2 separate regions of the Zea mays genome follow, and region 2 is linked to region 1. A link is a contact called in public Hi-C data. All regions are on one chromosome and are shown on one strand. The core of a region is the stretch at or near the end of the contact, and the rest is flanking DNA. Distances in the headings are between cores, read along the strand shown.

Region 1 (3,521 bases), core at 324-2,823:
CATTGAAAAGAACAAAATCCAGGATCAAACAAATGAACTTGAGCATATAAGGACAGAGCAAATGTTCATGGATCCGCTTACTAAAGGACTTTCACCCAACATATTTAGAAAATACGTAGGGCTTGGGGTTTAATGGAGTACCCGAGATTCTGTATTAATTGATGTAACTATCTTCCTCAAGAATAAGTTCTTCGCTTTGATGTAGAAAGGTGCACTATAGTCGTTGAGTTTAGTACTGTGTAACTAGCTATTATAATGCTTTGATCTTGGTGTACTAATCTATTGAGGAGTAAAGCCTGCAAGCTAAAAAATAAGCTATTAAGAAAAGTTCTAAGTTTAAGTGACTAGGTATGAGATCAATAGGGAGAATATTGGGTTGATCTTAAGCCAATCTCGCTAGAGGATCGAGCTCGACTCTACCCGCCATGTCTTAATTGGAGGCACAATAATTTATTGGTTGTGGGGCCTCTTCACATCGTGTATATAAAAATGGGACAATGCTGGCATGCGAATCAACGTTCGCGCAGGTATCTCCTCGACCTCGTCATAGTTGCTCCAAGCTATAACACCATTGTACATGTATGTATAGCTCAAGAATGATTGGATGAATGGACGTGCGTAGCCAAGCTCGCATGAGCCTGTTTCACTTGGTACGACCAATTTCTGCGTATAAGTGGATGCGGACAAATAAGTCTAGATTGTATCAGTGTGTGCGCGCCAGTATGGCTACATGCAGCGAATCAAACATAAGTCGAGTCATGGTCAATGCATATGGAGAGTCAGGCTCTTCGTATACGAAAACCAAAAACATGGATAGTGTACATCCCTGCCATGCTAAGACTGCGTTCAGCGGTTACCCCCAAATTTCTCCCCCTATATCCCACTCACGTGTCACGTCAACGTTCTCTTCCCCCTATATCTCCACCGTATACAGCGGTTCCCCCTAAATCATTCCCCTATACCCCACTACAACCATAAAATATTATTTTCCATATCTTTTCATCATCTATTATCATTTTTCTCTCCTCTAACAAACATTGACGCGCACGCATAGCGAGGAAAGGGGGCTGCCACAGCGCACTCTTAATCTGGCGGAGTACTGGCCTCTCCCCTTGCACTGTTGCCGCTAGAGGAAAATATAGCGTCATGCGTTGAAGGGTGAAGGAGATGCCTGTAGCCGTCACAGGTAGTGGAGAGGGAGGCTGGCGGGATGCGTTGAACACAGTCTAATGCATTTGAAATCATCCAGACGTGTAAGGCCAGGGGAGGAACATGCCGGCACAGGCGCACAGCGCAATCGCATCAACGAAAGAAAAAAAAAACCCGCCGCCGAACTGTCTGTCTCCTCACAATGCTGGTGTCACCCGTGAAAATGGTGGACATACACTGTTGCTGTCGCCCTTTTGGACGTGTGGACAGCGGTGGCCGTGAGCGCTGCTGTTAGGCAAACAAATCCAAGATTAGGCTTGGACCACAAGGAAGCTGCGTCTGCGTGGCCAGCTCGCCACACGGTCGATCCAGACTCCGGAGTCGAGACTTTTGCAGCAACCAGAGTCCAGACAAGGACAGGACATGCGACCTGTTAAAAACATGCGCAGACTGCTAGACCGTACCGCGAGCCCCACAGTCCCAGCAGCTGTCGAGCGTCGACTGTTGCTGTTGCTCGAACTCGTGTCGCACACGCAGCTGAAGAAGCTTCCTGCCTCTCCGTTATTACTTTACTCCATTGACCTGTTCAAAGTCATTTTTCTTATTGTTTTTCGGGGGAGTTCGGGACACCAGGCCAGGGTCAGGTTTACCACCACTCAACTCAACCGCGCGCAGTTTCCTCTTCCTCTGGGGCACGTCACCTAATCCACACCGGCGGCACAAGGCAACGGCTTCACGCAAGAAATCCCTCCCTCGGCCGCGGAATGCGAAGCGGGGGAAAAAGCGGAGCAGGCACAGGCAGCGCGATGACGCCGCGGAGAGGGAGACAGGTGACGTCGCGCCGATGGGATGCCTTTTGACTGACAGTCTGACCGAATTTTTTGTATTTTAGCCCCTAAACCGAAGTAAATTTACGTTTAGACCTAAAAAAATTTTAAATGCAGTTTTGGACCCTTTGCTCGGCGCCATAGGCCGTGGCGCCGAGCTAACACAGCTCGGCGCCACAGCCTATGGCGCCGAGCTGTGACGTGGCCGCTCTGACGTGGCGGCGGCGCGGCCTCGTAGCTCGGCGCCACAGATCTTGGCGCCGAGCTACAAATGCCTATAAAAACGCCCGCGCGGCTGGCCGAGAGCAGCTCATTTCATTCCATTTCCAAACTTCGTCAAAAATTGCTGGATTCAAAGATTTGAGTTGGTTCACTTCGTAGGCCAAGGTATGATTTCGAACTGATTCGTTTAGTATATTGGGTTGTTAGTTAAATAATTTGTATACACCTATTATATTATTATTTCGAATATTAGTTTGTGTAGACTTATTATAAAGCATAATAGGTACAAGTGATAATTATAATCGTTTATTAGATGAAAGACATGTACCGAGAGGCGTTGTGGCAGAAGAGAGGTCGTCCTCGTGAGTTATATCCGGACGTATCTAGTAAGGATGCTCCTGTTCCTCCGGAACTCCCCGTGCCTAACTGTGACTGTGGCAGACTGGCTTGGGTACATCAATCACAACATCCAGACACGGCTGCTCGCTGCTACTACCTTTGTGGCACTTTGGACGTACGTAGCTTATGACTTGTCACTTAACTTTGTTCGCGTTCATTATTTTGTAGATATGTAATAGTGCATCTTTCCATTATTTTAGGGACATCAGAGGTGTTTCTTTTTCCAGTGGATCGATGGTCCTGATAAATTTGACCCTCGATATCTTCTTTTCGTTAATTGGTTGAGTGGAAGGACCAGTCATGAGCGTTTTAAGCGTTGGGTACCTCCTCCCCCGAATCCTCCACCAATGACGGATGCAGAGAAGGAGGTAGCAACAGAAAGACGGATGGACTCACCGCCTCGATGCGATTGTGGAGACCGTGCTGTCATCGACGAAGACTATGACAAGCAGTTCTGTTGTCCGAACATTGATTATGTGAGCCCATTGATACGCTAAATATATGAACTAGTTTTTATTTACAATAAATTACTAATTTTTTCTCCTGCAGCCATACGGGTGGCGTAAGTGTCGTTTCAGAGAGTGGTTGTATGGTCCTTTGTCCCATTGGCCAGAGCCAGAGGTAAAGGAAAAGAGATACATGGGGTGGGCGGCAGAAGAGGTCAAATTTGATCCAGTACTCTGCAAATGCGGTATTGAAGCTAAGTATGGATTAGTTCCTTCGGAGCTTGGTGTTGGATATTTTTGTGGACATATGGTCGATTACGATGAGGTTGGTATTTTTTTTTGCACCAGATGTAATGTTATAGCGGTACTTACTATTTTTTTGTAGGAGACGAGGAAATGCAGTTGGGAGAGTTACGACGACAAAGGAGAGGTGATGCGGACAATAGAGTCCAAGAGAATAATGGGACAGAAGATGCGT
Region 2 (3,521 bases), core at 652-3,151, 82 kb after region 1:
ATCGTGCCATTTAATATTGAATGTTGCTGAACATATAATAAAATTATATTGGGTTCGATAATTTTGTCATGCTAGACACAAAGATAATATTCTATTTCAGTATCTTTATTACTGATGGAATATGTGGCTTCAATATTTTGTATATTTTGCATTTGGTTTTTTTGCGATTAAAATGATTATGTCTAATGAAATGTCGGTGGGTATGAGTATTCGATAGGTACATATTATCCGTGGTGGGTATGTGTATGGGGTAATTTTGTGCTAGTGGATATAAATATAGTATTTTTTTTAGTTTCTACATGAGTCCAAACGTGTGGGGAAAAAAATCGGACGACAGCTCGTACACGTATATACGGGCGTATTAAAAGGGTTGGGCGCAGAGGGGGCACACATTGTTCTGTTTGGAAAAAAGTATATATAATTTCGCCTGCACGAAGAAAAATCCCAGCTTACCACGTGAGACAACGACACATCGTCTCATTCTCCAAGCCACAAAAAACAAAGTCCCAGCACACATTGTTCTGTTTGGATAGCTGATCAGTTGTTGTCAGCCATTGTGCTTGTCTGTTTGATGAGGTTTTCTTTTGGAGGGAATGCAGCCTGCAGAGTCTTGTATTGGGAGCAGTTGGGTTGCCGTGGTTTGGGCTACGTACGCGGTACGCGTAACCGTTGACGAGGGAAAAAGAAACGCTTCAAGCCACGGGCAACCGCTCTTGAAAGCTTGTGTTTTAGAGGGTGTTTGGTTGCTCCTGCTAAAGTTTAGCTCGTGTCACATTAAGCGTTTGACTTTTAAATAAGAGTATGAAATATAGACCCAACCAACTAGACTAGATTCGTCTCGTCTTTTAATCTTCGGCTGACAAATTAGTTTTATAATCCGACTACATTTAATAACCGGAACGGAGTTTCAAACATTCGATGGGACATGAGCTAAATTTTAGCGGGGTGTAACCAAACACCCCCTTAGTCATCCTATCTCTTATTTCTCGGCCGAGATAGAGCCGATCATCCACGGTATCTCATACGATAGAGAAAAGATCATCCACCGTATTGTATTGCGAAATCTAGCCCTAGTGCAGCACAAGGGTCCCTATAAATCAGAACTTTACTAAGTGCGTTTTAAGCCTTCCTAGCCTTTACACGAGAATACATCTCTTATAAATCAGTCTATCTTATATGTACACATAACTAGGAAAAATCAGCGAGTGACTTTTTAATCTTAGTTTGAAATTCGTTTCCATTAGAATTTTAACTCAGGATCTGAGAAATGCTACTCAGACCACCTAACCAATTCAGCTATAGCCTCTTTCGTATCTCATCTCTTATCTCAAACTGCATTATATAAACAGTATAGTTCAAGTATAAATTAGTGTAAACTAGTGTTTTATACGACGCGCGCAATCACCCCACCATCGCAAAAGATTCGGAGCTCAGAACGAGACATTGGTTGTCAATAGCGAGGCGAACTAGGCAGGTGGAGTGCGAAATGTGGGCCCGTGTGTGGCTCCTCACTGAGCATGTGCATTTCGTGGGATCTGTGGATTGTATGCGCAACCGTAAACAATTACCACGCCTCCCTTGTGATCTCTGAGCAGTGAGCACGATGGGCGTTGGCCAACGGCCATTCCGGAGTAGTACAGGTACAGTACTCAACAAACCAAAGGGACACTCGCAGATGGATCTGGTAGCTTGTCGGGACATCACCGTATATTCTTCTTTTAAAAAACAAAAAGATAGGGAAAATATAATCACATATGGGCGCCGCACTGGTGCTAGTACAACTGAGCACTTACAAAAGTTTTTTTAAAGAAATTAATTGTTTGAATTAAGTGTCTGCCATGTGACGGAACTGTCTAGAAGGGGGGCTATGGGCTATGGCCGAGAAGGGAGGCTATGGCCGTCGTCAGCTCTTCCATCAGCAGAAAAGTTCTAAAGGCGTTTTGGGCTGCCCCGCGAACCAAGCGGAGGAGAGGATAGAATCCCTTTGAACCCTAGTTTGGTTACTCTAGTAATGAAAGAGATGAGAGTGGATTAAGATGTATTGTTAGAGTTTTTAATCTATTGTGGATTCATGCACTCTCCAATCCTTCCAAACCACTTCAATACTAGAGTATCCAAAATAGGCCTGAAATATGTATTTTTTTCTATTTTCTGTGTTTTTCTGTAAAAATAAATCAATTTCTGTGAAATTTGTGTATAATTTCTCTAAAATTTTTGTAATCCAAAGGAGCCCTATAACAGGATTGACGATCAGTAGTACATACCATCCCCTATTTTGACTCTTAGAGTCCTTTGTTTGGATGCATAGGGATTGAGGTTGAGGTGCATATAATCTTTGGCTAGTTATTTTTTTATTAGCAAGGGATTATATGTACTTCAATCCACATGCATTCAAACAAGTTCTAAGGGTCTATTTAGTTTTTTGGTTCCATTAAACTAAAGTTTAGTCCATGTCACATCGGTTGTCTAAATGACAATTAAGAGTAATAAATATAGTCTCGCTATGAAACTAATTATACAAATAAAAACTAAACCAGGCTATGAAACTAATTATACAAATGAAAACTAAACGACGAGACAAATTAATAAACCTAATTAAATCTATATTTAATAGTCATAATTAATATTCAAACATCAGATATGACACAGATTAAACTTTAGCCACAGAAACTAAACGACGATATGGTTCTCATTTTCTGTTTTTTTCTTTGGTTTATAAAGAAAGATAGCATCATGTTCTTGTTTTTTTCTTTTTAATTGTTAGAAGGGGAGTCCCCTAATATCCCCGTTTATTAAAAGCCACTGGGGATTGAGGACTCCTCGTTCCAAGCATCCTCAACCTCTCGCGTGCCGACGCGTGGCCTGGTTCTCGAACCCGACATTTTTGTTTGATTCAAAATAGCCGCACACGTGATGTGCATCATGTCTGCGGTCCGCCCCTCCCCTCCAACACACCAGATTCCCATGTCGATCCTCCCTTCGCGTCCATGCCTACTCCCTACCTCGCCGTCGTCGTCCAACTAAGTGCTCCGCTCCACACCCTCCCTCCAGTCCCGCTGCACCAATGTCTCCTCCCGAATTTGCCCGAGTCCCGTGTCCTCGCTATCACTCATGCTAGTTCTTATACATATAAGAAACAAATTAGAAAGCTCATAGAGCTAAGAAAAAAGAGCAACAAAACTACACAAAAATAATCGAGCACTTGATAGTTGCTTGACCTTGACACAAACAAAACCAAGTTTGTCCTTGAAGGTCGATTTCCAAATATTCAGATTGGCTATCTTATCACCAAAGATATGTTAGACATTTTTAGTTACAGTTTAATCTTGAAAAATGATATATAAATGTAGATGACAATAGAAAGATGCATACATGAACTTAGTATGATGAGGGTAACACGATTGTATACCATTAAGGGTAACAAATATATCGGTAGTCGATGAAAGTCGCCTAGAGGGGGTGAATAGGGCGAATATGAAATTTACAAACTTTGAGCACAACTACAAGCCGGGGTTAGCGTT

The links. A called contact is a pair of places that touch in the nucleus more often than the background predicts.
Region 2: a Hi-C map of bundle sheath shows a contact between it and region 1, with 3 times the contacts expected there. The contact joins two enhancer-like sites. A contact is called at or near these places in 4 of 25 Hi-C or Micro-C datasets (bundle sheath and leaf).

What each region holds. Positions count from the first base shown.
Region 1 is chr1:231,562,303-231,565,823 of Zm-B73-REFERENCE-NAM-5.0, forward strand. No RefSeq gene overlaps it. Among protein-coding and RNA genes, the nearest start is that of LOC100285702, 22 kb to the left of the region's middle. Within about 2 kb of position 1,574, at least 19 of the 20 cell types and tissues checked have an H3K27ac peak or open chromatin away from gene starts, as enhancers often do. A contact at or near this core is called in bundle sheath and leaf, where this site is marked.
Region 2 is chr1:231,643,595-231,647,115 of Zm-B73-REFERENCE-NAM-5.0, forward strand. No RefSeq gene overlaps it. Among protein-coding and RNA genes, the nearest start is that of LOC100273810, 18 kb to the left of the region's middle. Within about 2 kb of position 1,902, at least 19 of the 20 cell types and tissues checked have an H3K27ac peak or open chromatin away from gene starts, as enhancers often do. A contact at or near this core is called in bundle sheath and leaf, where this site is marked.